Regions from separate parts of the Mus musculus genome. Here regions 2, 3, 4 and 5 are each linked to region 1. A link is a contact called in public HiChIP or PLAC-seq and promoter capture Hi-C data. All regions are on one chromosome and are shown on one strand. Each heading gives the region's core, a stretch centred on a gene start, on an enhancer-like site or on the middle of the called end of the contact. The rest is flanking DNA. Distances are from core to core; before and after follow the strand shown.

The links. Promoter capture Hi-C pulls out the DNA fragments that hold promoters and counts their contacts. HiChIP or PLAC-seq counts read pairs in DNA pulled down with a chosen protein or histone mark.
Region 2: a contact with region 1 is called in an H3K4me3 HiChIP or PLAC-seq map of embryonic stem cells, with 3 times the contacts expected there. The contact joins the promoter of Cdh3 here to the promoter of 1810019D21Rik in region 1. A contact is called at or near these places in 2 of 39 promoter capture datasets (cranial neural crest and embryonic stem cells), 4 of 484 Hi-C or Micro-C datasets (the G1E-ER4 cell line, embryonic stem cells and epidermal suprabasal cells) and 2 of 115 datasets of contacts at active chromatin or transcription factors (embryonic stem cells and pancreatic cancer cells).
Region 3: a promoter capture Hi-C map of hippocampal neurons shows a contact between it and region 1, with 4 times the contacts expected there. The contact joins the promoter of Gfod2 here to the promoter of 1810019D21Rik in region 1. A contact is called at or near these places in 8 of 39 promoter capture datasets (the C10 cell line, cranial neural crest, embryonic stem cells and 4 more), 1 of 484 Hi-C or Micro-C datasets (liver), 3 of 115 datasets of contacts at active chromatin or transcription factors (bone marrow-derived macrophages, embryonic stem cells and extraembryonic endoderm stem cells) and 3 of 9 other capture datasets (embryonic stem cells, liver and pancreatic islet).
Region 4: a promoter capture Hi-C map of stem cell-derived epiblast-like cells shows a contact between it and region 1, with 2.5 times the contacts expected there. The contact joins the enhancer-like site here to the promoter of 1810019D21Rik in region 1. A contact is called at or near these places in 4 of 39 promoter capture datasets (the C10 cell line, liver, pre-B cells and 1 more), 1 of 484 Hi-C or Micro-C datasets (liver), 2 of 115 datasets of contacts at active chromatin or transcription factors (both in embryonic stem cells) and 1 of 9 other capture datasets (liver).
Region 5: a promoter capture Hi-C map of pre-B cells shows a contact between it and region 1, with 2.9 times the contacts expected there. The contact joins the enhancer-like site here to the promoter of 1810019D21Rik in region 1. A contact is called at or near these places in 14 of 39 promoter capture datasets (the C10 cell line, the HPC-7 cell line, cranial neural crest and 8 more), 3 of 15 datasets of contacts at CTCF or cohesin (embryonic stem cells, large pre-B cells and stem cell-derived epiblast-like cells), 8 of 484 Hi-C or Micro-C datasets (B cells, the G1E-ER4 cell line, embryonic stem cells and 1 more), 8 of 115 datasets of contacts at active chromatin or transcription factors (bone marrow-derived macrophages, embryonic stem cells and stem cell-derived neural progenitor cells) and 3 of 9 other capture datasets (adipose tissue, embryonic stem cells and liver).

What each region holds. Positions count from the first base shown.
Region 1 is chr8:106,133,988-106,136,687 of GRCm38.p6, forward strand. It overlaps 1810019D21Rik (RIKEN cDNA 1810019D21 gene), which reads left to right and starts at 1,413. Exons shown (of 4, transcript NR_040346.1): 1 at 1,413-1,634. It overlaps Esrp2 (epithelial splicing regulatory protein 2), which reads right to left. Exons shown (of 15, transcript NM_176838.2): 1 at 2,583-2,700; 2 at 2,370-2,498; 3 at 836-949; 4 at 623-737; 5 at 247-345; 6 at 1-27.
Region 2 is chr8:106,509,537-106,512,392 of GRCm38.p6, forward strand. It overlaps Cdh3 (cadherin 3), which reads left to right and starts at 1,316. Exons shown (of 16, transcript NM_001037809.5): 1 at 1,316-1,470; 2 at 1,688-1,805. The coding sequence starts at 1,423.
Region 3 is chr8:105,757,181-105,759,880 of GRCm38.p6, forward strand. Gfod2 (glucose-fructose oxidoreductase domain containing 2) reads right to left here and starts at 1,427. Exons shown (of 3, transcript NM_027469.5): 1 at 1,274-1,427.
Region 4 is chr8:105,798,229-105,801,094 of GRCm38.p6, forward strand. All of the region lies in intron 3 of Ranbp10 (RAN binding protein 10), which reads right to left. Among named protein-coding and RNA genes, the nearest start is that of Ranbp10, 28 kb to the right of the region's middle. Within about 2 kb of position 1,448, at least 94 of the 459 cell types and tissues checked have an H3K27ac peak or open chromatin away from gene starts, as enhancers often do. A contact at or near this core is called in embryonic stem cells, liver and stem cell-derived epiblast-like cells, where this site is marked.
Region 5 is chr8:105,726,247-105,728,984 of GRCm38.p6, forward strand. It overlaps Gfod2 (glucose-fructose oxidoreductase domain containing 2), which reads right to left. Exons shown (of 3, transcript NM_027469.5): 2 at 1,742-2,085. The coding sequence starts at 2,000. Among named protein-coding and RNA genes, the nearest start is that of 4933405L10Rik, 19 kb to the left of the region's middle. Within about 2 kb of position 1,320, at least 69 of the 459 cell types and tissues checked have an H3K27ac peak or open chromatin away from gene starts, as enhancers often do. A contact at or near this core is called in the HPC-7 cell line, adipose tissue, hematopoietic stem and progenitor cells and 2 more, where this site is marked.

The DNA of each region.
Region 1 (2,700 bases), core at 163-2,662:
CCACTTCTGGCTTCGAGAACAACTGACCTGAGAGGAGATGGCATGGGGGTCAGCAGGGTCTGGTGGAGGAAGTCTCTCCACCAAGCTCAGCAAAAATAGGACCGGTGAGGGCATTGAGGACGCGGCAGAGGGGTTTCTACCTTGTGTTCTCTTAGAGAAGGTCACAAGTCAGCAAGGGGACTCTGTTGAAGGGATGGGCACTCACCCAGTCCTGACAGTAGCTGGCAAGCAGGGCAAGAATCTTACCATTGGACCCTTCAAGTAGGTGGAGAATAACAGCTACCATAGTCTTCACTTCCCAGACCCCAAAGTCATCTTCGGTAGCATCTGTTTCTAGTCCCAAGTCTATAGGCAGAGAAGTGACAACTGAGGTCCAGGTCTGTACATCCCACGTCACCCCGAAACACCCAGAGAATCCTAGCAAACACTAGTTGTGGCCCAGTTCATACATGTACCTACAGGTCCTCAGACCAAACACAGACATGTCCACATTCCAAATGTATCCCAAAGAATGAGGCTAAAAACATAGACCTGTCTACATTCATACAGCCCATACGGCATCATGCACATGCTTGGACATATTAGTCACCCCTCCACCTTAATTTTGATGGGTCACAGATACCCTGTGCCATGGTGCCCACTGTGAGGTCTCTGGCGGAGCAGGTGCTTGGGTGCTGCATATGGAATTCTCTGCGGAGGTCGTAGAAGGAGAAGAAGGTGTCGGGGAGCACCAGGTTCTGGGAGCACATGGGAGTGGGGGTGAATAGGTAACCTAAGGTGTTTACAACAGGGGCCTTGGGAACCCAACCGTACCCATGTGCCCTCAATGACATACCTTCCTGGAGGCCTCAGGATGCAGAACCTGTCGCAACAGCTGCTGCCCATCAGTGCAGAGCACATAGGGGCCCCCGCCCAGCAGAGCCACATCCCCGCTCACCAGCTGTGAGAACTGGGGACAGGGAGTGGAGACTCAGACATAGACTCACAGCTAGACAGCTGAAACTGGGGGGGAGGGGTAGCAGGAGGGAGGGACTCAGGCTGCAAAGCTGGTTCATCAGGATGTTCAACCCTACCCTGCCTGGGAAGTAAAAGGCCTTGCCCTAAATCCCAGGCTCCTAATCCCCACCCCTAGCCTAGTTCCCTGTCACCTCCTCTAGGCCAAATGAGAGCAGTCGCACATAACCCAAGCCCCCATTAAACACACTCCAGGAGTCTGGAGTCGGGCCAGAGCAAACACCTGGTGGAGTGAGGCAAGCAGGTGGGGAGGGGAGGAGCAAAGCAGGTTAAACCTGTCCTGGACCAGGCACCACCCTCAGACAGGTGGGGGAGGTTCACACCTGCCCGAGGGCCAAAAGGCCCATGGTCAATGGCAGCCCCGCCCCTTGGTCCGACCAACCCAGGAACAGAGCCACCAAGGACAGAGCTTCATACTTGGCCACTCGCAGCAGCCTGAGCTTTGACCCACACCCCATCGACCAACTGGCACAGAACTGTTTGCTCGTAGAGGGGGGTGGGTGGCACTCTGAAGGCTATCCAGCACGATCCGGCCCTTTCCCTTGGCAATTCTGTGACACTTTCCAATCTAAGGCCGACAGAGCAAGGCAACCAGATTTTTTTCTACAGCACCCTCCCAGGTGAGCAGTGGGCCTGGAGCCCTTCTGTAACCTGGCATCTGTAGGTCTTCTCATTAAGAACGAGAGTCAGAAGAGGAAAGGACTTAACACTCATTACAACTCAGTCATGGGGTGAGTGAGCAATGCAAACAGGGAAAACTCACTCCCACTTGGCCAGGGTGCGGGGTGGGTATGGGAGGGGGCATGCGCCTAGGCCTTTGCGCTCATTGGGCAGGTAGCCCCTAGATAATGTTCGGACAGCACCCACTCACCCACGCCTGGCCAGTCAGCTGGGACAGGCAGGCCTAAACCAGCCGGCCTCACCTAGAGGCGTCTGCCCCCGAGGCAGACACCGCCCGACGCCCTCGCTTCAGCGGTTCCCAGGAGAGCAGGCGGCAGAGACCAAGTGATCTACCGCTAAACCTGAGCCCACCTCGACCCTATTTCTGACGTGTCCTCTGCTAGCGGGGGGAGTGGGAGGGAGAGGAAGGGGCCTCGGGGGGATGGATCCCTTAGCCGCTATTGTCAACTTCCTCGGCAGGAGTGGATGTCTGTAAAGGTTGGAAGGTAAGGTGGCTCTGGGAATGGCCTAGCACGCTTCCACGCGGTAGTCGCTCAAAAGTTTCAAACAAGACCTTGTCCTACTGGCCGTGCCACTGGGTCGCGTCGCTCCAGGTCTCCCCTCCTCCCCTCCCCCTCGAAGTAGTGTCCCTGCCACTCCGCAGTTCCACCACCCACGCGGGCCCCCACGCTCACCTGTTGCAGCACTTTGTCCAGGGACTCCGCCCGCGCTAGGCTGTCTGCGCTGAGTCCACTCGCCTCGCGGCATTGTGGACTCAGGGCAGCCGCCTCGGCGCGAACTAGCGACTTGTGCAGCGTCCCCACCTAAAAGCACCGAGGGTAACCCCATGAGCCGCTGTGCCTCAACAGGCTCTGAAGCGTCCCGAGGTCCCCTCTTTCCCACCCTACCTGTCGGCTGCGCGGCTCCACCACTTGCCAAACTAGGAGGATTAAGTCGGTCTCGTCCGAGCCTAGGTCCGGCCCCAGCGCACCGGCAGTGGCCCCGAACAAAACCACCAGCGACTGA
Region 2 (2,856 bases), core at 66-2,565, 380 kb after region 1:
TTGTTAAGCTGGTCATTGTGGGTCATTGTCTTTTATTCCAGCAGTTAGGAGCCAGAGACAGAAGGTTTGAATGAATTCAAGGCCAGCCTGAGACTACAATGTGAGAGTCTGCCTCAAAACAAAAGAAAAAAAAAAAAAAACCACACAAACAAGCAAACACAAAAAACGGACAAAGGAGATGGTTTAGCAGGTAAAGCACACTGGAGAAATGGCTCAGAGGTTAAGAACACTGGCTGCTCTTGCAGAGGTCCTGAGTTCAATTCCCAGCAACCACATGGTGGCTCACAACCATCTGTAATGGGATCTGATGCCCTCTTCTGGTGTGTCTGAAGACAGCGACAGTGTACTCACATAAAATAAATAAATACATAAATAAGTGTTAAAAAAAAAAGTTTGGGCCCAGCAGGTAATGCACAATCCTAACGACCTGAGTTCAATCCCAGAATCCATTTAAAGGAGGAAGGCGAGAACCAACTCCACAAAGTCGTCCTCTGACCTTCACATGTGTGCGATGGGCCATTCATACATGACAATAATAAATAACGCAAAAATCTCCATTGTTTGCATTTAACATAAAATTAAGGAAACAATTATATTTGGAGAAAGAAAACATTTATATTGGGGGTGCCAGAAATAATGGGGCTGATAACAAATAGCTTGTGCCCTACCTCAAGCCCTTTGAAGTTACTATGGCTTCCAAACTCTGGGACTTTCTGTACTAGCTGCCTTCCATTTGTCCAGCTGCAAACGGAAGTTACTATTCTCTCACACGTGTATCAGATCGCGTAGCGCGGTCCTTTGAGACCTCGATGCCACTTTTAAAACCCGGGAGCGCTCCCCCGCCCCCGCCCCTGCCCCTCCCCGGCCTAGTGTGGGAGGTAGAGAAAGTGGCAGAGGGCAGACCCCTCTGTAGCGGGTGTAAAGACACGCCCTGCCTTCATCAAAGCTTTGAACACAGCGCCTCCGGTAGCATGAATGGGGAGCCTCTGTTTTTTTGTCGGGTTTCAGATGCGTCTCCACTTTTTTTCCGTTGTAGCTGCCAGCAATGGAATATTTGTCTTCCCGTGCTGCAGAGGCTGAGGTGGAGTGGATTGGGGGGTTTTGTTTTGTTAGATTATTTTCCATCGAAGCCAGAGACTGCGAGAGCCACGGGGTACCTTTCAGAAGTAGTTCCAGAAGAGCAGGGAGGCCGGTGGAGGGCACCAGGGAGGACCTTTAGGGCTTCGAGAGTGCCTTCGGCAGGCTGGCCTCGACCCCACCTGCGAGGGGGCGGGACCTTGTGACGTTGGACCAATCAGCAGCTACCTGAGCGCACCTGGCCTCCTCCCGCGGGCTCCAGCGAGCCGCGGTGCTCAAAGCTGCACCCGGAGCTTAGCAGAGCGCGCCCCACCGTCGCGGCAGCCTTCTCACCTCCCTTCAGTTATGGAGCTTCTTAGTGGGCCTCACGCCTTCCTGCTCCTCCTGCTCCAGGTACCACAGTGCTTTGCCATGGTCCTGACCCGGATTGTTCCCTGGAGGGCGGGTGGGGTTCTCACGCTGCGGGCGTCGGGGGAATCTTAGGGCTGTGCTCCTTGGGGCCAAGGTTGTCCCGGAGGGCCCCCCCCCCAGGACTCCCAAGAATGGGTGTACAGAACCAGGCATGCCTGTGACTCAGCCTCCTCTTTAACCCTTCTACCCTCACACTCAGGTTTGCTGGCTACGCAGCGTGGTCTCCGAGCCCTACCGAGCGGGCTTCATCGGGGAGGCTGGAGTGACCTTGGAGGTGGAAGGAACTGACCTGGAGCCGAGCCAAGTTCTGGGGAAAGGTAAGACCCCTCCCGGAGCCAGCCTGGATGGAGCCACAGTGCGGAAGACCACACGTGCTTCGCTTTACTGTGGCGCATCGGAAGGTTGTCTAGAGCAGAGCTGGGACGTCTTGGAGCCACCCCACATCCTCGGGAGGCGTAGAAAGTGGCTCCCGGGCTGGGCTGGGCGCGAGAAGGCTGAGCAACGGTGCGCCTACTAACGTCCAGCTCTTCTGTGCCTCGCTGCTACTGTTGTTGCTTATCTTGACCTCTCGGTGCCTCGCGGCTGAGCCCCTCACCCAGCCCCGACGTGGAAAACTCTCCCGCCCCGCCACAGTAGAGGAATGCGCAGTGCACATTCCTCCCGCAACCCCCGCGCAGGTGTGGAGATGAACCGTGCCCTGAGCAGCCCCCTTCGCCCCTTCTCTGGCCCCCTTTGTGAACCGTGCTTTGTGTCTCCGACAGACAGACCCGGTCTGTTTCTCTTCTCCAGGCTGCCCTCCCCGCCCCCCTTCTTCCCGGGCAGCTGGAATGCACTCTTAACCCTGCCATTCCCGGAGGGCCTGCGCCCCTGCAGCCTGCCTGCGAATGGCCTGGCACACCTGGGCGGAGGGCATCACGCACCGGGAACACTAGGTCCCTCACTCCAAGCGTCTTGGTACTAGGATGTTAATTACTTGAGTCGCGGGGGAAGGGGGGAAGGCAGTCTGTGTCCCAAGCCGACCAGTGAGTGAGCGAGCGAGCGATCAAAGCACATTTTGATCTTTCTGTTGCGATTTTCTCCACTCAAGTTCAAAAACTTAAAAGTGGAGGGTCATTTCGGTACTGAGAACCACCAGTGTGTCATGAGACTCGGGCATCTATCAGCTGGTTAGCGGGCTCTTTGACTACAGAGGACAGTGGGATTTTTCTCGGGAGTTTAAACCCAAGTTGTTAAACTCGGATCCTTAAGTAAAGTTCCAGAGAACGTGGGAAGGGAATCTCTAGTTTCTGCTGACTTCCAAAAAGCATCTGCCACCTAGCATTTTCTAGTGCTTCTCACTCCAGGTCCACACGTCCACAGCTTGAATAT
Region 3 (2,700 bases), core at 177-2,676, 380 kb before region 1:
TCTAGTCCTAAAGAGTTAATTTTCTCGATTTCTGTAAAATGGGTGTCCTGCAGCTTTTGTGTTCTCTGGTGTAGTTTTTCAGGAGGAAGTGAGTTTCCTATCACAAACAAATCTAGCTTCCCCTACTCAAAGACAATCATCTTCTCTTTACCACTTCATATCATACGGGCTGTTTCTTTCAACTGAATGGTCTTCCATTAAGAAGTCTTTGTGCGCGGGCAGTGGTGGCACACGCCTTTAATCTCAGCACTCAGGAGGCAGAGGCAGGTGGATTTCTGAGTTCGAGGCCAGCCTGGTCTACAGAGTGAGTTCCAGGACAGCCCGGGCTACACAGAGAAACCCTGTCTCGAGGGGGGAAAAAATAAAAAAGTCTTTGTGGCCACAAATCATAAAGTTAGTGCTGCGGCCGGTTTTCATTTCTTTCTCATGTACTCTTTACTTAGCAGGACACTGGGAGCAAGGAACATAAGTGTAAGATAACTTCCTTGCTGTCTATCCAACGCAATTTTATACCTTTACATTTCCGTCCTGTTCTTTAGATTCTGAGGCAGTCCGGAAGGCAAACTGTCCTCATGGCCATTCACCAATGCCCATCTCTCCAGGCATGTCTTTCCTCACCAGGGCTGTAATAAAGCCCTGACAGAAACACCTCATCTCATCTTTTGTTTCCACAAGTCCATCCGTTTGTTTGTTTGTTTGTTTCCTGAGCTACAAAAGCAGGCCATGGCCAACCAGGCACTCAGGCAGGGCTGGCAGGGTAAATCAAATGCTTCTAGGATGTTCCTTTTTCAAGCTTTTACCTGAACACCAGTTTCTTACATACTTTCTGCCTCAAGTGCAATCTCATTTTTCAATAGCTAGTAAGGCGACGAGTCCTTTGTCTGAAGTGTCCACACCTCACAAATCCTCATCCACAAAGCGCCCATCCTCACTCAGGTAATGGGGTGATCTGCTCCGCAATGGGCGGGGTAGCCTAGGGTTTCACATCTTTATGGGGATGGGTTAGGTTCAAGCAAGATCCTTACAGGATCCAAAATTCTGCGTCCGAATGTAGCAGGTCCCATCTCCGAGGTGGAGAAAACGAACCTCGGAGCGACCTCGTACTCAATGCCGTGCACACACTGGCATTTAGCACAGCCCTCCTCCAGCCAGGGCCCCCGCGTATACTCGCTTCCAACCTCCGGAGCCGGGCGGCGGCAGAGGCCGGGCCAGCGCCCGCTCCCGGCCGCGCCATGCCCTCTTTCACCCTCGCCCGCCGCCGGCTGCCTCTCACCTGGCATGCTGGCATTGCCCGCCCAGAGCTGCACGAGAGACCATGGATCCGGAGGGGTTTCCGAGGCCGTCCGCCTGCCCTGAGGGAGGCTAGTGCGGATGCGCGCGCGCCGGAATCCAAAGCACCGATACCGGGAACACGCCGCCTGGTTTCTAAGGAACAGGGGTCTCTGGTACGGAGGGGCGGGGCGGCAGGAGGACAGCGCATGCTCAGTGATGGGAGGTGGACCCGCGGGAGGCGGGGCCGGGATGAAGAGCTGCGCATGCTCGCGCCTTGGGGGTGGTGCTTGGGAAACCTTCAGGGAGCCTATTGCTGTCAAGTTTTCGGTGGTAGATGTGTTGATGGTAGCTGTGCTTCCAGCTTCGGGCGCTCTCAGATTTGCCAACCGGCCTCAAGAATGTAGATAGATGCTTTAGAGTGTTTCCTGGAATGAAGGTCTCGACAACGACCTATGTAGAAGCACAGGTATCTCCAACTGGTCGGATTTCTTTTTTGTTCGTTTTTTTTTTTTTTTTTTTTTAGTTTGTTTGTTTGTTTTTTGTTTTTTTTTCGAGACAGTGTTTCTCTGTATAGCCCTGGCTGTCCTGGAACTCACTTGTAGACCAGGCTAGCCTCGAACTCAGAAATCCGCCTGCCTCTGCCTCTTCCTCTGCCTCCCAAGTGCTGGGATTAAAGGTGTGCGCCACCATGCCGGGCCTGGTCAGATTTCTTGACAGGAAAGATTGGCTTTCGTGTTTGCTCAGGTGTCTGGTCTCTTTCTCTGGGTGTTCTTTAGTTGTTCTTTAAACGTCGTTTCTCTTTTAGGCTGTAATCTGAAGTTCCCCTGACCTCCTTATGGAGCCTGTGTTCTCCCAGGGAAATACATCTTGTAATGAGGTCAGCCTTAGTTTTACAGTGAAGCCGGTTGACTTCAGTGTGAAATTGGCTCTGTAGAATGTGACTGGGTTGGTTTTTTGTTTATGTATGTGTGTGGGAAGACTCTCTTGGTTACTTCTTAGTTGCAAAAAGGGAGGCTCCCAGTCCTCATCCCACAGCAAGCTGGAGAGATAGACTATGCCTGCTGACCTGAGGGGGTTCTGTGACCCTTTATCAGTTGTAGGACTTGCCACCATTACCACTTTGTCTCTACCCCTGGCAACTTCCAGAGTGAAACAAAATCTTAACTTTGAATCCTCTTCTTCAAATGGGCCTTTGTCTCCTGTCCATTGGAGACAAAGGATCAGAGTTAAAAATAAAAAGTGGATGTGCTGGGCTGGAGAGGTGGCTCAGTGGTTAAGAACACTGACTGCTCTTGCAGAAGACCAGGGTTCAGTTCCCAGCAACCACATGGTGGCTCACAGCCATCTGTAATGGGATCTGATACACTCTTCTGGTGTGTCTGAAGACAACAACAATGTACTTGTATAAATAAAAATATCTTTTTTAAA
Region 4 (2,866 bases), core at 198-2,697, 340 kb before region 1:
GGGAGGCAGAGGCAGGCTGATTTCTGAGTTTGAGGCCAGCCTGGTCTACAAAGTGAGTTCCAGGACAGCCAGAGCTATACAGAGAAACCATCTCGAAAAACAAAACAAAAAACCCAAACAAACAAACAAAAAAGTTAAAATAAAAATTTGAGTCAGTGTCTCACATAGCTCTCATATAGCTCAGACTGCCTCAAAACTCACCAAAGAGCCAAGAAAACCCGAACTTTCTGACTGATTTGCTCCCTCCCAGCGAGCAAGGATTAGAGGCTGCATAACTATCCTCCATGTGTGGGCTTCTGCAGTGCCAGGGATTGAAACTTTACACGCCAGGTAAACACTCTGCCAAGTAAGTTGCAACCCCAAACTTCATTTTTACAAGCAATGGTCAGCAACTCTCTGGAGATAAACAAACAGCTTACAGTCCAACTGTCCACTGCTCTAAGCACTAGGGCTTGCTCAGTCACCTCCCAAAGAGCTAGCCGCTTCCATCTCTCCCCCAGGAATTCTGTCCAGGTCACTTCATGAAGTTCCGGGCCACTGAGACAGGTTCTAACTGGTCCCCTTGTAGCTGTTGCTGTCCTTCCAACCTGTACTGTGGCTTCCTCAAAACACCCAAGACAATCCACACGCCCTACTGGACCCTGCCAACCGTACAACCCAGTCCCACTGGCCTCCAGTCATCCTCTTACACCTCAGCAATTCTGTACCTCTTCTATCAGGATCTTTATTCTACCTACAGCTTTCTTCCCCATCTGACCTCCCCTTACCACGTGTCATCTCACAACCCTGGCCTGACTCATCCCGCCCTGATCAGTCCCTTCAAAGCACGGATGCCCAATGTGGGGTTCTCAACTACATGTTTCTCCCCTACTGGGCAAGTTTCACAGAAGGGGAGACTAGTTACCTCAGGGCTACACTCAGTGCCCATCACAGAGTATGTGCACGATGCATTATTGGGTTACAATGAATGAGACACCCCCCATAAAGCACCAAGAACAGACAGCCTAGAACACGAGGCCACTTGGTTATCTACAGCCCCAAGAGCAAAGGGCCTGGGGGGCGAGGGTCAAGGAAAATTCTGTTCACACAATGCTATAATGGAAACAAGGAAAGCTTCCCAAGCTTCCTGTGGAAACAGACCTGGTGCTGCTTCCCCAGAAGCTCCACAACAAAGGGAGCAAGGCAACTTGACACCCACAGCCTGTCTAGAGAAGACAGACCTCCAAGAAGATGAGGGCACGTGCCCTGACAAGTTTCCCTGCAACACTGGAAAAGCTAGCCCACAGGGGCCAACCTCTAGGGCCTCCTTGGCCCAGGATCAAGGGTGATCCTTTTCATTCTAGTGGCCTCTTTCAGGATGAAAGAGTATTGCTGCTACCACTTATAAATGCTGAAGCGGCAGCTTGACACTGACCCCACCCAGCAATTCCAGGCGAGTTGCCAGAACATGAGGAGGGAGGGCACCTAACTCCTCCAACCAGCCGGAGCGCTCAGTGCACCCCTCAGATCACAGTTCTTATCCATGCTGAAGGTATTTCTGTTTGTCTAAAACAGAGTTTCACTTACATAGCCCAAGCTGGCTTCAAGAGATCTTTCTCTCCTGAGATGAACGCAAGAGCCATCACACCTGACTATTTGTTTTTAAATTGAAGAGCAAAATTTTTGTTTGTTTATTTGTTTGTTTTGGTTTTGGTTTTTTTTTTTTTTTTTTTTCCGAGGCAGTGTTTCTCTGTGTAGTCCTGGCTGTCCTGGAACTCACTCTGTAGACCAGGCTGGCCTCGAACTCAGAAATCCGCCTGCCTGCCTCTGCCTCACAAGTGCCGAGATTAAAGGCGTGCGCCACCACCGCCCGGCAAAGTGCATTTTACTAAAGGGCCTAAGCTGGTTGAGAACTCACAAGCTTCCAGCCTCCGGTTCCTGACAGATGTGTGCCAGCACACCCAGCCCTGGTGAGGTTCTTGTACTTTCCTGTGACTCCCCACGGGTACCTGGATATCCATGGCTCCCCAGAAAGAAGTGACTAAGCCCCACTTTCTAGTCCTCCCTCCGTATTGAGCATAATCCATACACCCATCTCCAGGTGACCTGCAAACAAAAGCACAAAAGGCCCTTACCACATGTTAGGGGCAAACCCCACACTCACAAACCCAACAAGCTTTGATTTCTCACCCAAACAACCCTCAAAACAAAACAAAAATGACTTTCTCTAAAATGTACTGACTCGTAGGTGGTTTGCTTTGCTTTGCTTTGCTTTGTTGTTTCACATTGTCTTGTTTCTATGTGTGTGGTGGATTGGAAGAAGGGATGTATGTTGTAGCGAGATTTCCCTACCTGTGGGTTCTTCTTCCCTCCACCCTTTTTCTCCCACCTTTCAACCCCTTAAACCTAGATAAGAGAGAAAAAAGGATATGGAGAAAAGAAAGAGATCCCTGAATAAAGTCGGGGTCAGGAAGGGGGGCTATTGTTAGACTTCCTGCTGATTAGGGGCGTTGAGTTCCTTGGGGCAAGTTTGATCTTTACAGTCAGGATATCTAATTTCTTCTTGTTGTTTCTTCTTTTTGCACCACTACTTAAACTACAACCGACAGCAACCAACAACCCACCAACTGACTCTGCCTCTCAAGGCTCTAGCATTTATATGCCCTCTGAAAAGTCCCCAGAATTCCAAATGTCACAGTCACAGTACTATCTCCAGCTGGCAAAAATCACTAGGCAAATCATAGTCACCTGCTGCGGACAATCTGAAGCAGTCCATATCTCATAACTTGGATTAAAACAAAAACATTCGGGCTGGCGAGGAGGCTTAGCGGGTAAGAGCACTGACTGCTCTTCCAAAGGTCCTGAGTTCAAATCCCAGCAACCACAT
Region 5 (2,738 bases), core at 70-2,569, 410 kb before region 1:
TGTGTGTTTTTTTTTTAATCCAGGAACTTAATAAACCAAAGGCAGGGTAGAAACCCTGGGCCAGGATTTAAAGTTCCTACAACATATACCACCATCCGAGTGGGTTAAGTCTTTCGTAGTTCTTGAGACTGAATCCTGGTTTTCATAAATGCAGGCAAACACTCTACCAACTGAACTATACCCCAGCCCTTCAGTTTCTTTCATTGACAACAAAGACAGTTGGGTCTGTGACCCTTCATCCACAGTTTGCAGCAAACCACCCAGGAAGTTTGCCCAGAGAGAATGGCACCCACCCCAGAGAGGCAGGAAATCTGAGGTGCTTGAGAAATTACTTCTATCCCAGGTGACATTGCTTCTTTGGTGGTGCTGTGCAGGGAACCTTGCAGGGCAGGGTGGAGTGTGGGATATGGTGTGTGGGGTGGGGTGTACCACACCACACAAGTTCTGTGAGAACACACAGCGGGTGCTGGACTGGACACTGCACGGGGCACCAGCAAGCCTCACTGTTCTTTTACTTCAAGTCTCAAAGGCTAGAGGCTACGGTTCTAACAGACATGGGAAGGAGGAATGGTGAAAACCTGGACCTGTGTCACATGTCACATACCTGCAAGTCTGTGTCAGCGCTGTGTGCCTCACACTGCTGTCTTCACCAAACCCCGTGTCTGTCATAGGCTCACCACATTATATTCCAGCCCACGAGACATGCTGAGGTAGATGGAAGCTTCAGGGAACTGTGAAAATTTCTCTTGTGCTCCAGGTCTAAAGGAGCTGAGCTGAAGTTAGACTGTTCCAACAGCTACCGCCTAAGTGACTGTCTTGTCTTCCTCCAATTCTAAAAGGACTGCAGTTACAGCGCTTAGATCCTTAATTAAGAACAACAGTAACACAAAGAAAAATAGCAAGAGAGACAGATCCTGTAACAGAAGAAGAGAAGAGAAGAGAAGAGAAGAGAAGAGAAGAGAAGAGAAGAGACGAGATGAGACGAGACACCAGGATCAGTGGCACACACATAATCCCAGCACTCAGAAGGGTGAGGCAGGAGTGTGAGTTGGGGGATAGCCGGAGCTACATAGTAAACTCTTATTTCAAGATCTATATGATGAAAAGAAGAACCTGCCTATAGTTCACAGGCAAGAGGAACTCACTAGGAACCTGAAGAACAGCTCACCAGGTCACACCCAGTCAGGTTCCCAGGAGAGTGGACATGTGAGCAGGCTATTCTGTGGTGTGTGTCAGGAAAGCCAGGCCTGACAGAGCACCTTCCTGCTGTCTGGCAATACCAGATTGCAGTTTGCCAGGAAGGGTGGTGCTCATTACAGCCAAGGGCTGACAAAGCACAGGAAGCGGGAGCCTTCTAGACAACCTCCTCTCCTTCCTGTGGTGCTGCTTGCTACAGCGGGACAGAACAAACACATCCATCACATCTGAGGGTCCGGGGGTCCGGGGAAGTGCTGACCTCCCCACAGCAGGCTGGACAGTGAAGGAGGGCAGCCGTCTCTAGCTCCTTGATGGGCTGAGCTTCTGCCCCGAGGGTTAGTGGTGAATAGGGAGCAGAGAGGGTTAGAGCTTTTAGAATCTCCAGCATGTCCTTCCCCACCTCTGCCCCAGCGATATCCCAGAGCACCACTACCCGCAGGTGCAGACAAAGAAGGAATGGCCAGGCCTAGGAGAGGGCCGGGCACTGTGGAGGACTGCCCAGAGGAGGAAACACAGTCTGCCGCTGTAGCCTGAAGATGCATACCTAGAGCCTTCACGGATATCTGCCGGGTGAGCGGAGGTGGGATGTTGATGCAGACCAGGTCTACGTCTTGATGCAGCAAGACGTCGTCTGTGCGGCTGGTGTAGAAGGTGATGTTCATCTCCTCGGCCAGCTGCTTTGCCTCTTCCTCAGTCTTCCCCCACAGGGCCTCCACGGTGAAGCCCTCTGCCCTCAGCAGCGGGACCAGGACCCGGGCTGAGCTGCCAGTCCCGAACACACCGACTCCTGGGAGCAGCTTCATCCTGGCCTCTGCTCAAGCACTCATGTCCTTACAAGGGTCCCCGGGATGCAGCTGACCGTCCCGTCATCCTGATCAAACATGGCTCCTAAAACAGAAATGAACTGGTCAGCGGCAGAGATTACACTCAGAGGAGCCTAGATTCTAAGGCAATTTGGAAGCAACAAGCTCTCTGTCCCCGAAACACAAAGTATTTTTCCAAAATAAAAAGCTGAAGAATCTTGTTCCTGGCACACTGGATACCACCGTCACCTACTGGACACAGAGAAAACAAGTAAACTATGAAAAGTAGGGTCAAGTCCTTATTCTACCTAACCCTGGTCAAGTGATTTAGCCTTCAAGGCTTCAACTACAAAATAAAGATCTTTAGACTTCCTTCTAAAAAGCATTGTGTGTGTGTGTGTGTGTGTGTGTGTGTGTGTGTTTGTGTGTATACCTGAGTATATAGGGTTTGAGACTCCAAATCAAAAACACAAAAAGAAATGGTTCTCTTTTCCTTTTTTTGCAAACAGATGTTCACCCTGGAGCACTTGGAAGTCCAAAGAAGGAGTATTGTATGCGTAAGGCCAGCCTGGTCGATGAGCAAGAGTCTGTCTCAAAAAAAAAAAGCTGAAAAAATATTAAAAAAAAAACCAAAACAGAGGGGGCTGGAGAGATAGCTCAGTGGTTAAAAGCACTGACTGATCTTCCAGAGGTCCTGAGTTCAACTCCCAGCAACCACATGGTGGCTCACAACCATCT